3 separate regions of the Zea mays genome follow, and all the other regions are linked to region 3. Evidence: chromatin contacts called from public Hi-C data. All regions are on one chromosome and are shown on one strand. Each heading gives the region's core, a stretch centred on a gene start, on an enhancer-like site or on the middle of the called end of the contact. The rest is flanking DNA. Distances are from core to core; before and after follow the strand shown.

Region 1 (3,360 bases), core at 331-2,830, 470 kb before region 3:
AGGGAGTAAAGTTGGGTGTTCAGTTAAGTAGTCACAGTTCAGAGTTAGGTCCAAAAATATCTAAGGCAAAAATCTGCATCCACTATGGACTCCAGCTGCTTTTATGTAAGTTGTGGATAGGAATAAGATTTGTTGCGGTGGGGGAAATAACCTGGGATATACTTTGCTGCCCTGAATTGGATTGAAAGGGGATGAACTCTATCTCATCTAACTGCTGTCTGGCTGTCTCCCTGGCAAACATGCAGCAGGTAGACTCATAGTTTTCCCCTGTGCTGGGTCCTGCGTAGGCTTGTGGGTGTGAGTCCACGTGCACATGATCATGCAGCCGCTGGTCCTCCAGCCCTCCTCCACGTTGTGCTATTGAGTCCCGAGAGTTACCTCCACGCACAGCTGCAGTAAAGTATTCCCTTGTGAACTCCATTCCATGAGATGCTGTCTATTTGTTTGCCTCCATGTCAAGCATGCAGTGAGTGTATTCCTAGTCTCTACCTGTTGCTGGTTGATTATAGCCAACACCCCCCCCCCCCCTGCCCACCTGTCCTCTTGTGCATAAACTGAGATAAGTCTGAAACGGACAATAAAGGGTCTTGAGGTCCAGTCCTGCTACTGAAAATATCAGGTTTTGGACTGGTCTGTGTGGTCAGTGAGTCCTTATCTGCCTTCTTCTTATTTGTATAACTGAACAAGGGATATTTGTCGGCTGTGGTTGTGAACTAGCCCAGATCCAGTGCTTTGGTTGTGTTGGAGTGTTGGCGTGGGTCAAAGGAGCAACACTACATGTATAGCTCATGATGTGTTGGCACCCTAGGAGTCTTCCACCACTATGTTGTGTGCAAGTTCAGGGAGTGTCTGCCTATATTTCAACTGCCTTAGGGCTGAAATCAGTGAAGCCTTCTCCCCTGCCTTGAGTTCTGACCATAGTGCGCAGCAAGCGTGTGGTGATTCTTTTGTTCGGGGTGCTGCTGTGCGCGCCATTCCCCTTGTCTGTGGTGACCAAGCTGGCCGGTTGTCCACCTCGCCGTGGTCAGGTCAGTTTGGTGAGTTGCTCACCCATGTAAGGCATGTTTTGTGATCTCCATCGATCAGTGAAGCTCACAAAGCTCGTTGCTTCAACTCTAACGCTGACTGTTGGCCTGGTCGCGCCGCCGCAGATCGGAGCCGTGGGCAGATTCACCGCAGACTAAGCAACCTGTGTCTTCTCCGAGCAGCTTTGCGCAAGCACCAGGATCTAGGTATGGTAGTAATGCTCTCCAAGCCCTGGGTTGAAACGCTACCATGGGGGTACCCCATTGGGCTCGGCTAGCCAGGTGTGCCGCCGGGTCATGGCCGGTGGAGTCTGGTGCTCGGCTCGGGCATTGAAGCCTTGGAGCTTGTTCACTTTAGTCATGGACGTGTTCCAGTGTTGGTTATGATGTGCCAGAAGTCAGCGCCGCCTCGGTCATTGAGCTGCTCGCCGGAGTGAGGCGGTGGGAGTCGGGGCCGAGACGTTGTAATTGAGCTGAAGCCGAGGGACCCAAGCATCGTTGTCAGTCACACAGATCAATACTGGATCGGCCCCGTGTTTGTTTTGTCCTGCGGCGGGGTGCTTTTTGCAAAACCGCCGGCATGGGCTCCTGGTCGCGGGCCAGCTGTGTCTGGTACTTGGGCCGTGCCAGCAGTTTCAGCCCGACACATTTTATTGTTTTACTTTTTCCTTTTTCTGAAAGCTTAGAATTAGTGCCAAAAGTTGTAGAAAAGTACACAATTAGGCCTTGTTCGGTTAATCCCGTTACCTATGGATTGGACGGGATTGGAAAAAATCATGAAGAAATTTGACTTGCTTGGGATTTAAACCCACCCAATCCCACTTAGTCCACATGGATTAAGAGCTAACCGAACAAGCCCTTAGTGGGACGAAGTTTGTGAGGTGCCTAAAATAATAAGCTATCTGGTGGAAATAGTTTATGATTTTAGGTTTAGTTATCAAATTTTAAGAGATTTAAAGATGATCTTAAAAGGCTTATTGGAATTTTTGTGGTTCAAAGTGAGCACCAAAAAATTGTGAAATTTTTTGGAGAGTCTTGTTAGCACAATATGAGTACTTGGTAAAAGTTGGAGGCTGTTTGTAAGCCTTTTGATCAGAAACCCTTGCAAGGTCCAAAATAGATAAGTAAATCCTTAAATAATTAATGGATTAAGTACTTTGGAGAAGAGACAAGGATATCAAGTGAACCCCAGTCTTTGGGTGAAGTTACTTAGTGAGTTTTAGGTTTTTGGATGAGGTCTAAGGATGATTAACTCATGTGGTGGTCAAGGTTGTAGAGATAGCTTGTAGGGTTCAATAATAGTGTGGTGAATCCCTGCTTAAGTCATTAATGGAGTGCTTGGTTGTAGAGGCAAAACTCCCTAGGGTGGTTTGGGATCTTGGTTATGGTGTTGGAAGGTTTAGCTCTCTTGTAGTTGTTAGTTTTGTTGTGCACCTTTAGAAAGGTGTAGTCTGATAATGTTTTTTAATATTTTCGTTGGAAACTGCATAAACATAAGCATCCATGATCATGTAATTTCATGTAGAGCTCCCAACAGAAGGAGTGAAGATTCAAGATGAAGTGGTAGTTGAAGAGGAGTTTGCTCCAGTGCATGTTCATCAAGTGGATGGAGGCATCTAACTGGTTATTGGGTAGAAAGGTCTTGAGCCTCTTCTCTGCAACAAAGGCAAGCCCCGGTGCATTTGCCCTTCCTTGCGTTTTAAAAGATTTTTATACACTTTAAGTCTAGTGAAATGTGCATGAAGTTTATAGGAGTTGCCTAGAAACTACTTGATGCATTGACTACCTTGATATTCATTCCATTTATAGATACTTCTTTTGAAGTATTAAGTATTATTTACCAAATTTGCTTAGTCCGGCTTAGATCTTGTGGATAGGGGTTGTCCTTGCAGTAATGCTTACCTTGAGGCAGGATGTCTTCTACCTACAAGACTAATTTCGCTAGGATGATGGTGGGATCATGCTACAAGGTTCCCTAAAATGTTCTATTCATCTAAGTGTTGGGGGCCTTCGTCTCCCGAAGGTCCTCAAAAACACGACTAACATGCTTTCCAAGTATAATATACTGTTACAGGAACCTTCGGCTTTGAGATGAAGGTGCGCATGGTATGAAAGGCACGGTCTGGAAGAAGGATGAATCAGTTCCGAAGCTATGGATGGAGAAGCTTCGACTTAGCGCAAAGACGGTGATGGAGAATGAAACCGACCTAAAAGGGGAAAAGACTGCTTAGTCCTCGACAGATTACTCCTTAGTCAATAGTTAATGTCAAGGACATGGATGTAATTTTATCCAGGCTGCGTCCTGTGCCTATAAATAGATGAACAGTAACACCGT
Region 2 (2,968 bases), core at 120-2,619, 390 kb before region 3:
AAATAAAATAAATATATGAAGAAAATAAAATAGCAAATTCAGATATCTCAAATTATACTTGAGTGTTGAAATTTGAGGACTGAATTTTGAAAACCAAGAACTATTTTTGAAAAGAAGTAATAGAAATGTTTTCAATTCAACTAAATGACTATTCATTTAATTGAATGATGCACTATAGGCATTTTATACTTATGAATATGTGGTGAAATATTTTAATAAAGAATCATAATTTAAACTTGGGACCTCAAAGTATAAATGAAAATAAAATAGAAAATAGGAAAGGGGGATTCAATGGAACTATTTATTCCTCCATGAATAAATAATAAGGAAAAGAATAAAAAAATATTATCATAAACAGTAAGGTTTATATTCCTAGTAGTATTAATTTTGACATTTGGAATCTGAAATTCAAAATAGGGATTTGAATTTAGTTTGAATACTTAGAAAGTAAAGCAGAAATTATAAAAGAAAAAGAAAGGAAGTTAGGAAACCACACCTGGGCCTAATCTGTCGCGCCGGCCCAACAAGCACAGACCTTATACTGCCCGCGCGAGCTAGCTGGAGATGGCCACCGACATGCGGGACCCGCATGTCAGCCTCAGGCGCAACTACCGCGTCTGTTTCCTCACTCTCGCCGATGCCCTGGGCCCACGCGTCATCAGCCACGTTCCCACACGTCGGTCGTCCACCCAATCGCGCGCCCTGTGGCTGACCAAAGGGGGCCCCGCTTGTCATCGTTCCCACCCTCCGCATCTCCGTGCTCGGATCGGCCACCTCTGCAACCACTTCACGCGAAAGGCTCGCCGGAGGACTCAGATTCCGTGGAACCACCTCGCGCCTCCACGCTTTAAAGCCTTGTCCTCATCATCCGAAGCACCTGACCATCTTCTGTCGCCTAGACCTCAAAAGAACCTGGCCGGCATCACCTGTGGGAGCTCAGGGGGGGGGGGGGGGGGGGGGGGGGGGGGGGGGGGGAAGCTGGGGGCCATAGACACAAGCTTCGCCGCCAGTATCACCGACCACGCTCTGCGCAGTAAGAACTTCCCCCAGCCTGTTCGAATCGCTCGTTGTATTGAATCGCGCTCGCGTGTGACCATGTGGAGACCCTAGGAGCGGGGAATTTGTCGTCGAAATTACTTAGGTACCTAGGGGCCGCGCCATCATGGTGATCGCTACACATGGGGTTCCAAAGGTGAAATTGAGCCTACAAATAGATTCGTAGTGGCCTGTACACCATGTTAGGGTCGCACTTGGGCACCGATCTTCAGAGTCAGGCGATGTCAACGGTGGCGCCGCCATGGCTGGTGACGGCTCCGGCTGCTGGCTGGCGTGGTGAGAGGGTAAGGGGGGAAGAGATCTGGCCGTTGGATCGGGTTGACTGCCAAAATCGGTGGCGGTTGGCTTGTCTCAGTTGGAAACACCGAGAGCCGTCCGATTCCGATCTGGTTCGGAAGAATAGATTAGGTCGTTTTAAATCAGGATCGTTCATCACGGAATCTGTGGCCCACATGGATCAACCGATCGTCGCGTTCTGGATCTAATACGTACCGCCTGTATCTAATCCAACGACCGACATCCCACGATACCCTTTTGCCCCGGCTATTTTGTTAAAGAGCCCTCCTGGAATTTAGGAACTAACCCGCAGTCCAATTTAACTGTGCTCTGTGTATTGGGATTCTTGCACCCCTTCGATGTGAAACATTTTCTAAAGAGGCCCTGGGTTTTGGGGAAATAAACCCACCGTCCCCGCGGGATACTTCTGAGTCTCGGTACAATTTGCGCAGGGGCCCCTGTACTATTCTGTTTTTATGCGCGCGAACGAGAGACCCGACAAATTAAATAAATAAATGTGGAAATTGATTTTTAATGTAAAAAGAATTCCTATAACTTGTGTAATTCATAAAAAAATCATATTAAGTCCAAATTAATTCATTCCAATTTCTAATATTATTGTTTATCAATTAGTGCCACTGTTTTGACATGAAAGTCACATTAAAATTTATATCCTATTTAATCTTGTACAAAACACATAGAATCTTCAAATCAATAACTCCAAAATTAATGATTCTTGTTCCTATGATCTTATTTTAATGTGTAGATTATTATTATGTATTTTGTTTACATGTTTGGTGTGATGTTAATTTTCTCTATATACTATGCTTGTTTGTATTGTGGCGAATAGAAGAGCCAGTAACTGGGGATTCCGGTGTTCAACAGATAGAAGTTGCTGAGCAGGAGCTCATTGAAGGCAAGTTGTGCCCTTGACCACTTCTATTACCCAATAATAATCTTTATTATCACTATTCAATGCATAGGTTTAATTTTGATGGGACCCAATAGGTCACCCTAGTCTGATTATCTTTTACCTTGTTTACCCCTGAATCATTTGGGTAGTTATGCTATTGCTTTATATGGTTTTGGGTTAATATTTCATTATATCCATGTTCCAATTATTCTATTATTTTATTTATGTTCATGTCAAGATCATTATCTTTAATGGGAACATGGAGCTTAACTTAAGAAACACGTGCCACCACAAGGGTGGAATGGGACGCCCTTGGCTGACTAATTAGAAAAGCTAGTGGAAGACTACCTTACCCAAAAGGGGCAAGGGCAGTAGGGGAGTTGCATGCAGGGAGGTTCTCAGGTTGATTTTGTTGCGATGGCGGTCAGACGAGGGATTCTTGCAAGTACTCTTCCTAGAAACTGTAGCGGGTTTTCGGAAGCTAGTGGAACTTTGTAAAGGCCTCATAGTGTTACCCTGCCTCGCTTCCTTGGTAGAGGTGTATGTGATTCATGACCCCTTGGTAGATGGGTAACATGACTTGTGGGTACAGGGTACAACCTCTGCAGAGTGTAAAACTAGTATACTAGCCGGGCTCACGGTCAAGAGCACCTCAGGACTCTCGCATGATTAAATTATGAAACTAAATTCAATTTGTCATTTGCATTGCATGGGATTATTTAT
Region 3 (3,030 bases), core at 264-2,763:
CATGTTCCAATTAACATAATGATCTTAACATGAACAATAAATAACAACTGATAACAAAAGTATAATCTTTAATAGTTTAATCCTCATACCCAAAACCACATAAAGCAATAGCAGGTACTACCCAAAAAGTTTAGTGGAGTCAAGGTGTAAAGATAATCAATCTAGGGTAACTTGTTGGGTCCCATCAAAATTAACCTATGCAGATCATTATGATTAATCAGAACATGACTGGGTAAAAAGAAGTGATCAAGTGCACAACTTGCCTGGGACTTGAGATTCCAGGTACCAGGATGATCTTTAGGTGACACGTGTTCTCACTGCTAAACGTAGCAATATAGACAAACATGTATAGGCAAAATTAACATCACACCAAACATAAGAATAAACTATGTATTAATAATTTACATATTAAAATAAAATCACAGGAAAATGAATCATTAATTTTACAGTTATAGATTTTAAGTTATGAATTTTTGAAGGTTTTATGTGTTTTGTACAAGATTAAATAGGATATAAATTTTATTTTGATATTCCTGTCAAAACAGTGGTACTAAATGATAGATAATAATAATACAAAATTATTGCAACTGGAATGACTCAAATTGAAGCTAAAATAGATTTAATATGATTTATACAAGTTTTTGAATTTATTTTTGTATTAAAAATCAATTTCCTGGACTATTTCTTTATTTTTATTACACTCTGGACCGCGCATCAAATTCTGTAGAGTACAGGGGCCCCTGCGCAAGTGTTCCCAAGACTCAACAGCATCCGCAAGGACGTCGGGTTGATTAAACCAAACACAGGGTCTCTTTTGAAAGATATGCACGACGAAGGGGGTATGGTTAAATCCCGGCCACCCGATCAACTACGCACGGTCTAGATTAAATCGAAACTACATCGAACTGGTGAGGAGCGGTGACCGCCAGATCGAGGATCAATGGTTGTGATTTTAAAATCTCATCGCCAAACCCTACCCGCACATCCACTGATCTACGGTCATGGTTTACTGAAGCGAAAAGATATCTGTGTTTTAATCTGAACCGTCCGTGTGGATCCAACGGTTCGCACTCTTCTTCAACCCCTAGTCTGTCTAACACGTTGGCGAGGGAGACCCCCCACAGCCGCCATTACCAGAGCACAAGCTCGGTGCTTCAAGTGCTCCCATAGCCTAACCAAATACTACTAGCTACGTGAAGGAAACAGGGATGCACACGAGATTTCTTGCTTGAGTTTTAGAGTTTGTCCAATCACTAGGAATCCGGCCACGGGGAGGGGCATAGGAGGACGGGGAAAGCAGCGGGTCGGCGGCCGGATCCTTGAGGCAGTCCTCACCGTAGAGCACCAAAACAACTCGGCACGCAGAGGCAGCTGGGCAAGGAGAGAAGCGGCCACGATGAACTCCAGGCGGACGGTGGGTTTTATAGAGGCGAGGAGAGGTAAACTAATACCCGGCCGGATCAAGATTCCGTGATCCCCGGTGGTGGTTTGCAAACGGACTCAAGCAGGGAGAAGAATCTGTTGAGTCAGTCCCACGTGTAAGTGTCTGATGGGATGAAGTCATCCAAGATGTCATCATGATGTCATCTTCGGCTAGGGGATTAAAGAATAGGAAAAATAACACACGTAGTGCACATATATGTGGGCTTGCGTGGGGAAAATTTGAGACTGGGCCACGCGGTGTGGGCATCAACAGGTGATTATTTTTTTTCTTTATTTTAGTTTATATATTTCGAATTCAAATCTAAGTTTAAGGTTTCAAATCCAAAGCAAGTGCACCAATCAAAAATCTCCAGCATGAATGCAAGACTTTAAAGATAAGAAACCTGGGATTAAAGGGAATTTTAATTTAAACCCTTTTGGAGAGACTTTTATAAATCCCAAAATAGGATTTTGGGTGTTACAAATTCTTCTTTTCAAACTTAAACTTGTCTCATACATTTGAATACAAATGCAACATACAAGAAAACCTTAGCATGATATGCCTTTTCTATATTTATTTATTTGTTATTTGACTGCTTTATTTCTCTTAAGTGAGTATGCACAAAAAAAGGGAAAACACATAATTCCCAAAACGCTTTTATGTAAAACCATGTATTTATTGATTTTATTATTATTTTTTTACCTTATACAAATTTTAGGGCTTTACAAATCCTACCCCCCTAACAGAAATCTCGTCCTCGAGATTTGTAAGGAAAGGAATACAAAAGGATTGGCTTGTAATTTCAACTTTTAGTCTATACTTGTTTCAAATATCCAGAGTATTTTATAGTCAATAGTGGTTGATTAGGAAAGCATGGGTGTATATATGTATGTCTACTTTATTATGTAGGATAGAAGATGTCTTTAAAGCATAGATAGGTTTGGGTAAGAAAGTGTAGGGTAAGGAAAGACTCCATCCAAGATTTGTGGATCTTGATTCATTTGATGATTTAGCTTGATCTTTGAAGGCTTGAGTTGATGCTTATCCTTCCTTGATGAGGTTGATCATCTTCTCCGGTCTTGTCTCATTGATTAGGAGTTAGTGTATATTATCGGGCTCGTTAAAATAGATATGGGTGAGATAGACTACATGATATAGGTTAAAAGTTTGTTTGAAGTTAGGTGGGGATAGAAAGATTATGCAATCCATAATGACTCTATTGGTTGGGTTAGCTCTTATGCTCATGGTTGAGTTGGTCTAATATGCGAAGTTAGGTTAATACCTGGTTAGTAGGGTCTAATCTCTTCTATCAGTATTATTAATTTGTTTAAGTAGACCACATTAGATTAGATCGTATTAGATTAGATAGGATCTAGATTAGATCGGATATGAGTAGATAGTATCTAATTACTTTGGATTAGATCATGGTCGTTACACTAGTGTGGAATAATTATGCTTACTAGGGCAAGATGAATCCATAAGGATAGGGTAGAATCCTTTGAGGTCAGTTAGATCTACTAAGGCGACGTAAGATCTTTTCAAGATAAGATGAGTATCTTTTTAAGATAAGATGGATCTATGAGTGTAGGATATAACCTTTTAAGATG

Evidence for each region. A called contact is a pair of places that touch in the nucleus more often than the background predicts.
Region 1: a Hi-C map of tassel shows a contact between it and region 3, with 2.3 times the contacts expected there. The contact joins two enhancer-like sites. A contact is called at or near these places in 5 of 25 Hi-C or Micro-C datasets (bundle sheath, ear, leaf and 1 more).
Region 2: a Hi-C map of bundle sheath shows a contact between it and region 3, with 3 times the contacts expected there. The contact joins two enhancer-like sites. A contact is called at or near these places in 3 of 25 Hi-C or Micro-C datasets (bundle sheath, endosperm and leaf mesophyll).

What each region holds. Positions count from the first base shown.
Region 1 is chr1:139,036,116-139,039,475 of Zm-B73-REFERENCE-NAM-5.0, reverse strand. No RefSeq gene overlaps it. Among protein-coding and RNA genes, the nearest start is that of LOC100274114, 220 kb to the left of the region's middle. Within about 2 kb of position 1,580, at least 16 of the 20 cell types and tissues checked have an H3K27ac peak or open chromatin away from gene starts, as enhancers often do. A contact at or near this core is called in bundle sheath, ear, leaf and 1 more, where this site is marked.
Region 2 is chr1:138,963,537-138,966,504 of Zm-B73-REFERENCE-NAM-5.0, reverse strand. No RefSeq gene overlaps it. Among protein-coding and RNA genes, the nearest start is that of LOC100274114, 290 kb to the left of the region's middle. Within about 2 kb of position 1,369, at least 19 of the 20 cell types and tissues checked have an H3K27ac peak or open chromatin away from gene starts, as enhancers often do. A contact at or near this core is called in bundle sheath, endosperm and leaf mesophyll, where this site is marked.
Region 3 is chr1:138,570,729-138,573,758 of Zm-B73-REFERENCE-NAM-5.0, reverse strand. No RefSeq gene overlaps it. Among protein-coding and RNA genes, the nearest start is that of LOC100274114, 690 kb to the left of the region's middle. Within about 2 kb of position 1,513, at least 20 of the 20 cell types and tissues checked have an H3K27ac peak or open chromatin away from gene starts, as enhancers often do. A contact at or near this core is called in bundle sheath, ear, endosperm and 3 more, where this site is marked.